Linked DNA regions of Sus scrofa: region 1 is linked to region 2. The links are chromatin contacts, called in public Hi-C maps. All regions are on one chromosome and are shown on one strand. Each heading gives the region's core, a stretch centred on a gene start, on an enhancer-like site or on the middle of the called end of the contact. The rest is flanking DNA. Distances are from core to core; before and after follow the strand shown.

Region 1 (4,752 bases), core at 634-3,133, 350 kb before region 2:
CCCCAAGGCCGGGGTCAAAGAGCAGAAAGGCTGCCACGCCCCCCAGGGTCCCTGGCGAGGCCGGCCCCTGTCCCTCAGCGGCCCCCCCCAGCGCCCCCACAACAGCCTCCTCAGGCCCACCCCCGCACGCCCCCTTCCCCGCCGCCCAGGTGTGAGAGAAACTGAGTCACAGAGCGGGTCCAGGGCTGGTCACCAACACAAGGACACATCCAGAGAATGGGACCTGGTGGGGTCCCCCAAAGTTACCGCAAACCTGCTCTCCCCGACAGGCCTCTCCCGGGGGTACAGCCTGGGACCAGGTCTGTGGGATAAGCCTGCATCCAGCCCGGTCGCCTGCAGAGGCCTGGGGGTTCCGGGCCCTCTGAGCGCCCCCGCCAACACCTCCGGAAGCAGCCCAGCCGCTGCCCGGGGCCCCCACTGCCCGGGGCTCCCGCTGAGCTCCCAGCTCCCTTGGGAAGCACACGGCCCCCCGGGCACACCTGGCGGGAGGGAGGCGCCTCGTTATTTGAAAGTCCGTTCAGAACGTACCTACAAAAGACAGGGCTTTTCCCTCATTCGAAAGATGGAACACCGCGCCCCCGTCCCCTCAGCCGCGCTTCCTACTGACATGGGACAAGCGCAGCCTGCGTCTGTCTCCACGTTCTGCTCCGAGCCCCGGAAGGTCAGAAGAAATCAAAGAGTCTGTGACCCCTTTCAAAACGAAACTGCTGTTATTTTCTTTGGCTAAACTGTTCAGTCAAGTTTCAAAGAGGATTAACATCTGTGCTCGCTGCTGTTTTTCTCTAGAACCTTCTGGCCTTTTCTCATGCGGTCGTTGCGGGAGGGGGCCGGGCCCGCGGGGGCTTCTTGGGAGCCCATCACTGCACATCGGACTCCGCTCTGGAGGTGGGGCGGGGGCCGAGGGGCCAGGCCAGCCTGTGCAGTTTCCACCCACAGAGCGGTGGGAGGGCGACACTGCATCCGTGGGCGGGGGGCACCTGAGCCGGCCCTGCATCACGTCCTCACACCTCTCAGCACGGAGCCCGGGCGTGGGGGGGTGGTCACAGGCGACCTGCTCCGGGGCCCGTGGGGAAGGATGCAGCCCAGGAGCCTGGAGGCGGCTGCAGCGGACCCTGGGGGAGCCCCCCTGGGAGAGCCCACCTAGGGAGCCCTCAGGCAGGCAGCTCTCGGCCAGGCTCATAAGAGGGGCCTCCCCAGAGTCCTGGCGCCAGCCTGCCTGCCCGTCCCTGGGGCTCCAGCCCCGCAGGACATCCCTGTGGTCGTGTCCCCCGGGCCAGGGCGAGAAGCAGAGCAGGCCCCTGGGCCCTTGGTAGCCTTTGTTCCACTCGACCCTGAGAGCAACGTGCCGGGACCGGTGGGTCCCCAAGGCCTCTGTCCGTGCCTCCTGCCGGGCCCCACAGGGCCAGCCGGGCCCCACGTGGGCGGCTCTCCCCTCCCCTTCCTCCAAAGTCCACCCCAGCCCTGGCCCTGCAGGCGCTGCCCTAGTCCTGGGCCAGGGTCCGAAAGAGTCTCTAGTAACAGACACTGAAGCTCAGGGGCAGCCGGGGACCCCGTGGGGATCTCGGCGAGAATCCTGTCGGCTTCAGCCAGGTGCCCAGCCAACTCCTGGGGCCCTGAGAACATGGCCAGCCTGGGAACCCCCATCAGAATGGGCCTCCTCCCGCACCCGTGCCATCCCCACCTGGCCTCCACGGCGCAGTGGGTCCCTCCCCGCCCCCAGGCCACGGCAGAATGGGTCGCTGCATGTGTGCAGCAGGCGCTGGGGGGGCTGTGAACGCCCCCAGCCCTGGGCCCCAGCAAGAGCTCTGCTCTGTCTCAGGCCCCCCTCCCAGGCTGCCTGACAGCCCAGATAAGCTGCTGCGAATGGAATGTGACCTCCCTCTGGGGTGTCAGGCCCCAGCTTTGCAAATAAATCACCTGGAAGACAAATGACAGTGCCTGACAGTCCCCGGGTCCCTGCGGGTCCACTCGGTCCCGTCTGTTCCTCTGATCCCTGCCTTGGTCCCCATGCCGCCCGGCTGACCCACTGGGTGGGTGACCGGGCGGCAGAGCCTCGTGACCCCGGCTTCCAGAGCCAGCCAGTGTCCGCTGACCTGCCGCCTCGTCGAAAGGGCCGGGCTGGGGCCTCTGCCTGAGGCCATAAAAGTTCTCCCCATGTGGTCTCTGCCTAGAAGTAAAAGCAAATTCACCCGCCAGAGCACGAGACCTGAGGCCAGGACCGCGTCTCCGCATTCCTGGGCTTCCAGCCGCGCAGGCAGCCACCCACCCACTGTCTCCATCTGCCTTTGTAACCGGACCCGGGGTCACCAGGAGCGCCCCGGCCTGCCCCTTCTGCACCTGGCACAGGCCCCAGTGCCCCTCCCCAGCACCCAGGCAGGTGGCTGCCTGCCCTGAGGGGGAGCAGAGAGACCAGAGTTCCACCTGCTCAGAACTCTAGCCCATACCCCGCTTCATGGCCACAGTGCTCCCTGCACGTGGCAGCTGCCTGGACGCGACAAGCAGGGTGGCAGGGCCCTCTTTAGGATCAGGGAGGGGACGGGGGGTGGCTGTCGGGGGGGGGTCACAGGCAGCCTCCCGGGGCCAGGCCCTGGGAGAAGGGGAGGGGGCACCAGCAGCAGAGGCCACAAAGCCGTGGTGACACGGCTCACAAAAGACTGCGGATGGGGGAACCAGGCCAGTGGGTAGAGACACCCAGCAGTGCATCAGGCTGGACAGATGCCGTGGGTGGGGCTCTGCGATGCACCTGCCCCTGTCCTCGGCCGCCTCACCAGGCGGAGGATCCTGGGGGACCGCTCGGGGCCAGGTCCTCGGCTCAGAGCCTAAAGCAGAGGAAGGTGCTCCAGCCCATCCGGGGACAGGAGGGGAGAAGAGGAGCCTCCCCGGAGGCAGCTCCAGCCCGCAGAGTCTGCTGTGGGCGCAGAGGCTGCACAAACGAGTGGACGGGGGGCGCCGTGAACGAACAGACCCCCGGGCCGGCCCCGCATGCCAGGAGCCTCCTGCCAGCCCGCTCTGCCTTCGTCCCGCACAGCCACCATCCTTCCCCCGAGTGCGGCGTGAGCAGAGAGCAGCGCCCTCCATTCCGGCCGAGGGTCAGCAGACAGGCCGCTGCCCGGGATGCTGGTCACACCCCTTCCCGCAGGACTCCGACGACGAGGACCTTGGGATACGACGGGGGACCACGTTTAGGGAAAGCCACAGCCCGAGTCCAGAGACGGCGCGGCTTCAGAGAGAATGTCTCTTCCAAGCGAAAGGACCTCCCCGGAGCATCAGGAAGCCATTGAAATAAGCCAGGAAGCACAGACACTCAACTTCGTGGCTGAGCCTGGAAAACATGAAGTCGGTGAGAGAAGCCAGACCACGGGACACACACCGCGGCGTCTATCCGCCCAAACATCCGAGCCGGTGAGCCCAGAGGCAGGAAGCAGCTGAGTGGGAGCCGGGCGGGTGCGGGGGAGCGACGCCCGCGGGGAGTCGTTCCCAGGCGGAACGTCCGACGTCCTGATGGTGGCATCCCGTGGCAGGTGTACTGTCACCGAACCCTCCTTTAAAATGGTTAGATTCAGGCTATGTGGGTTTTACTCCTATAAGGACTTAAGGAGCCTGGTTGTTCCCCAGCCTGCAGGACAGAGAGAAGGACACAGCCATCCTGGAGTCTCCCGACCTCAGGTCCAGGCCTGGCCACGCCCCTGGGTCACTGTCAGCCCCCGGGGGAAGGGCCACCACCTTCCCAGTCTGCTCAGCCCTGTGCAGGGAGGCCGCCCCCACGGGAGCTTCTTCACAGCCCCCAGCCTCGCTCACGCATGCACTCCTGAACCCCCAGGGACATAGTGTGGCGAGGCGAGCCCTCAGAAGTGCTCTTAGGGCGACCGGAGGGGCAGTCAGGAGGGCTGCATGGGGGAGGTGGCCTGGGCACATCCGCCCGCCTCGGCTCCGACTCGGGAGACCTGGGGTCTTCTGGCTGGGAAGCAGTCTTCACCACGGAGAGGCCGACCCCGGAGGCCCCAGGCGGTGAGTCACTGCGCCTCATTGCTTAGCCGTGAGCTCGCCGCCCAGGTGCCAGCCTGTGCATCCAGGCCGCACCCTCTCTGCTTCCCCGTCGGCCCCGCGGCACCTGGCCCGGAGCCCGGAGCCGACCGCAGACAAGCCCGAGCCAGGTCCCTGGAGACGGAAATCAGAACCCAGATTCTAGCGGGACTCTGGCCGCTCAGAATCTACCATCCAGGAAAGGGGCTGGTGCCACGTGGTCGCCACGTGGGCAGCTCCACCTGGAGAATCTTGGCTCGGCCTGTGAGGCCACGACACGCAGGCAGGCAGGCAAGGTCAGCCTGGGTGGGCACAGGGCCAGAGGGGAGCCTGCCTGGAGGAGGCAACACCCCCTCCAAGCAGCGTCCCAGCAGCGTGGGCTGTGTCCCAGAAGTGCAGGTGGGGTCTGGGGTCTGGGGTCTGGGCAGCAAGGCAGTCAGGCAGGTGAGCGAGGAGTGGGGCTGCCCTGGGGAGAGGCTTCAGGCCCCAGGGTCCCTGGGAAGGTTGTGCACAGGCAGGAAGGAGGGGGAGGGGCCGGGGCGGGGCGAGGTCCTGATGTGGAAACTCGGCTTCTCTCCTGGGGCTGCCACACAGTCGCACGGCGTCTGGGGGGCAGCACGCCTGGCCCCACAAATGCTCTGGAAAAGCTGGTTTAACACGCACACGCACGCCCACACGTGCACACGCACACACGCTCTTTGAATGGACGGCACGCGAAGCGAGGGGCGC
Region 2 (4,641 bases), core at 1,169-3,668:
GCAAATATTCAACATCATGAAAAGTAAGTGTATTTTCCAAAACAAAACAAGAAGGAACCCACTCGGACAGGGGCTGAGAAAGAAAGGAAGGCTGGCCCTGCAGGGCGAGGCCTGGGGTCCCAGACCCACGGGCGGCCGGAGTGCCGCCTCTCCAGGGCCGCACCGTCACACGCCTGGAGGAGGGCTGGAGAAAGTGACCCTGGGGGTTCCGCATCACGACACCCAGCAGACACGGGGCGGTGACGTGTTACACACCAGCGGCGAGGAGGCAGCATCCCAGGGCGCCCTCCCCACGTGGCCAGGTCCCCAGGCCCAGGCCACCCAGCGGCCAGCCCGAGCACTTACTCTGCAGCCACCTCTCGCGCCTCAGCTTCAGCTTCTCCTTCTTGGGCAGAACAGCCTTGGCCTCAGCACCTGGGGACAGAGAACACGGGGTGAGCGAGCGTCCTTCCCGAGGACAAAGCCCAGAGCCCACGAATGGGGCCGGGCAGGATTGGGGCCGGCCCCTGAACCCCGGTGGGGACCTTCCTGCAGCTGAGGTGGCCCCATGCCCGACCACCTCCCAGAGAGCCGAGCAGGACCCTTCTCTCCCAGTGCCCCCTCTGGGAGCCGCGGGCCCCTCTCCAGCCAGCGTGGCAGGTGTCCTGTCCCCTCATCGCGCCCACCGCCGGTCCTCGCACCTCTGCCATCAGAACTTAGGCTGCCCCTGCCCCGCTCCCCGAGCTCCAGCCCCGGGGGCCTGCCTTCCGTGCTGGTGACCCCTCCCCAGGAGCCTGTCCTCACCCCTTCGCTACGCGCCAAACCAGCACCTGCCAACGTGCAGGGTCTGGGGAGGACCTGACAGAGGCCAAGATAAACGGGGTCGTGGGTGGGTCCTGACTCTGTCTGACGAGGTCCTTAGGAGACAGACGGGGAGATCAGGACACAGACATGCAGGAGGGTGACCGTGGGGGGACATGGGGCAGGGGCGGCTGTTCACACAGCCCGGAGAGAGGCCTGGGCCCACGCTGCCAGAGCGGGGTGCTGGAGCCACTGGGTGTAAGATCCACCATAAACCCGGCCCGGCTGGGGCCTCCCCCACAGGCACAGCCCCCGGGAGGACTGCTGTGTCCCAGCCAGGCGCCCGCGCCCTGGGGCTGAGCCACGGGCTCGAGCAGACCCCACGGGCCGTCCCACGCCTACAGCACTGCCCCCCTCCCCGGGGGATGGAGCCAAGGCGACACCCGAGGGGGCGCGGGGGTGCCAGCTGCAGGCCAGGCGGGCGGGGTCGCCCCTTCTCTAAGGACGGGCCGGAGCAGCCCAGGGGTGCCCGCGCCTTCCCGACCGGGCCTCCGCTTCCTCAGGGCGTCATGGCGGGCGTGACCTCGGACCCTCCCTCCCGGGCAGGGCGGCCTGCTGCGCAGCCCCCCCGTCCCCCCCGCTCTGCGCAGGCGCGCAGGCTGGCGGTGGGGCGTGGACGAAGGGGCGCTCGTGGGGCGGCCTCGGCGGGGCTGTGCCCGCGTGACGGGCGGAGGGCGCCGGGCAGGAGACGCCGGCCTTGGCGACTGCGTCCGCCTCAGGCTGCCCGCTGGCTTGGCCGTCCCCGGTTTCCCCGGAGATAAGGCGGCTTCAGCCCAGGACACGCTCCGTGCAGGTCCCACGGGTTTCCCGGGTGACTGCGGCCAACCCAGGGCGGCCCAGGAGGAACTGAGACCGGGCCCTGCTCGGCGGGCATCTCAGCTTGGAACCTCGGGTAGAGCCCCTGGGAGCCTAATCCCTTCCCCAAGGCCCCGACCCCACCGGCTGCGGCCTCGCCTCCTCGCTCAACATGAACGCCCCCCCCGCCCCGCCACCCCGAGGGCCGGGACTGTGTCCCCCGGGCCGAGTCAGCGGGCGGCTGGGGTGGCGGGGGGAATGGGGGGGGGCACGGGGCCAAGCCACCCACCAGGTGACGGCCGCGGTGCCACTCTGGGGCCGGGGTGGGCGGAGGGGGCACCTGTCTGGGGCGTGAGCTGAGCAAGGAGGCAGGAGACGGGGGAAGGCGGGGTGCCTGGGGCCGCGCTCCCAAAGGTTCAGGAAGCTGCCCCTCCTCCTGCAACCTTCTATCACCGTGAGAGAGTCTACGACCACCACCACGGACAGAGAGCAAACCGTGAGCGCACCGCATCCATGCAAGGAGGGGTTCAGGACCCTCCTGCTCTGCTGGGGACCTCTGCCCAGCGGCCCCCCTGGGAAGGACCCGGCACGTGATCCTGGGGCCCAGGGGGTTGGGCAGCGTCAGTCCCACTGAGACCTGGGGTCGTTCTGGCCAGGGCGGCAGCCAGACGCTGCCCTAAGGGCACAGCCGGAGCAGGCACTGGGCCAGGCACCCTGAGAGTATCCAGACATTCCAGAAGCCCAACCCCTCAAGGACCTGGCACAGCCCTCCCTCCACCATGCCAAAGCTACAGCCTTAAATGAGACAGTGGGGGGTGCAGCGCCTGTGTCCCCAGCGGCTGAGTGAGGGCAGGACAGCTGCCCGCGGCAGCGCTCCGTCCTGTCTCTGGACATCCCGGGGCTGTGGAAAGAGGCACCCGATCCAGCCCAAGGAAGACGGCCTGGCCCCGTGGTGGCCCTAACGGAAATGTCAAACACAGAGGAGGGCCCTGTAATGACCCCTCGGGGGTCCCCGGTCACCCAGCTGGCCTGGAACGCAAGGCCCCTCCTCCAGACTCCAGGGCAGCGGCCCGGCTCCTGCGAAAGGGGCCCCGTGCGGACGCGTTGCTGACCTCAGGTTCCAACACGGAAACGTCGGGATCTGGAGCAGAGGAAGGCTCACCACGGGGTGAACCAGAGCTTGAAACCCCGAGCCCCGCAAGGGGTTTCGGCAAAGCATTTTCAAAAGCCAGGCGAGGGGAGTTCCTGCTTTGGCACAACGGGATCGGCGTCTCGGGAGCACTGGGACACAGGTTCGATCCCTGGTACAGCGCTACAACTGCAGCCGGATCTGAGGGACGCCGCTGGCCACAGGGCAGCCAGAATTAAAAAAGAAAAAAAGGCCAGGTGAGGGGTGGGTCGCAGGGTAGGTGGTCAGCTTGCACACAGACCTCTGCTGAGGGTGAGGTGACAGGGCAGTGTCACAGGGGTGGACCTCACCATGCCTCGGGCACCAGTAGGTCTGGGGGCTGTGAGCTGTTCCAGACACACCTCCTCACGCAGCCAGGCTGCAGCCAAACCCTCCTGCACGGCCCACAGCAAGAGCCCATCAAGGGGCTGCAAGGAGGAACCCCCCGAGGGCCCAGCCGCCCGCAGTGGGGCCCCTTCCTGCCCTCCAGGACGGCAGGGCCACATGCCACCCGCGTCGGGCCCAGAGCAGAGGTCCACGTCTTCCAGTCCTCTGGTCAAGCACACAGAGCTCAGGCCCTGCTAGAGAGGAGGCCCTGGAGGCGTGGGCACCCTCCCCGGGGCCTGCCCCCACGGCCAGGAGGCCAAGGCGCTCAGGCCCCGCGGCGAGGCGCTCCCAGCCTGTGAGCACAGTCGGCATGGCTGGGCGACGCGGCTCTGCTGCCCCCTGCCGAGCGCCTGCCTGCGACACCTGATTGAGAGGCAACCGCGGCGGTCTGCCAGCAGGGGGAAGCTCAGGCCGCAGGGACACGGGGCGGGGCACGTGTCACAGCCCAGAGCTCTGCTTGGGTCGGGGAGGGGGGCCTAGAGGAGCACAGTCCCCGAGAGGAAGGCGGCAGGTGTCCCCAGAGCAAAGTCTCCACTGCGGCCCTGAGACCAGGCCGGTCTGCTCACCAGCAGCCCTTCCCCAACCTCTTCGCCCAGAGGCCCCTGAGCACCCGCTTCCACCCTCCTCCGGTCCTGTCCTGCGTCCGTAACCAGGCCCGCTCCACCCCCGACTGTGCTTGAGGCCAAGGCCGGGACTGCCCAGCCCAGGCATAGACGGAGCACTGCACCGGGTCCTGGCTGACACCCCAGGCGCCGATCTGAACAGAGTGGGCTTGTTTCCTGCAACATCAGTGCAAAGGAATACACAACTGGCGACAGAACTGCCAGGCTGGCACCTCACGCAGAGCAGGACGCAGGAGCCAGGGTGCAAGCCCCAGACCGGCCGGTCGCCTCATGCCCCCACCTGGAGCAGACGCAGCGGAGCAGACAGGCGGCTCCCTGCCCGAGCAGGTGCAGCTCCCCAAGTCCACAGGCCCTCAGGGCGAGGCCGAGCTCTGCTGGGGGGTGGGGGGAGCGCGGAGGTCCTGCTGGAACCAGAACTGGAGCCAGACCTGCTCCTAGACCAGCAGGGCTCCCAGCCCAGGCCTCTCCTCCTGCTAAGACTCTAATTTCTCTACAGTACGACATTTTGACATCCAAAAAAAAGCTTTTCTGGTGGAGGGACTGCCTTTCGGGGGCTGGTCCACCCCTGTCCTCTGCCTCCCGACCACCCAAGTGCCTCCCCGCGTGGCCCGTGCACCGTGGTCTCAAGGACCCGTGGGCAGCACACACGTTGTCCTCAGCTGCACCTTCTACCGCGTGGCCACAGCCGCCGGACCATCTCGCAAAGGACGCAAACCCTTCCTTCCTCCCCGCTCTCCCCTGGTTTTCAGGCCATGACACCCAGATCTGACGTCCTTCTGGGGGGCCATGCTCTCTGGGTGGCCTGGGATTTGCTAAAGCCCCTCCGGC

What was found. A called contact is a pair of places that touch in the nucleus more often than the background predicts.
Region 1: a contact with region 2 is called in a Hi-C map of embryonic fibroblasts, with 5 times the contacts expected there. The contact joins two enhancer-like sites. A contact is called at or near these places in 10 of 47 Hi-C or Micro-C datasets (alveolar macrophages, embryonic fibroblasts, fetal heart ventricle and 6 more).

What each region holds. Positions count from the first base shown.
Region 1 is chr13:207,922,247-207,926,998 of Sscrofa11.1, reverse strand. The region is part of intron 2 of COL18A1 (collagen alpha-1(XVIII) chain); the gene reads right to left. Among named protein-coding and RNA genes, the nearest start is that of COL18A1, 17 kb to the right of the region's middle. Within about 2 kb of position 1,883, at least 20 of the 83 cell types and tissues checked have an H3K27ac peak or open chromatin away from gene starts, as enhancers often do.
Region 2 is chr13:207,574,183-207,578,823 of Sscrofa11.1, reverse strand. It overlaps FAM207A (protein FAM207A), which reads right to left. Exons shown (of 6, transcript XM_013990227.2): 3 at 346-414. Among named protein-coding and RNA genes, the nearest start is that of FAM207A, 16 kb to the right of the region's middle. Within about 2 kb of position 2,418, at least 17 of the 83 cell types and tissues checked have an H3K27ac peak or open chromatin away from gene starts, as enhancers often do.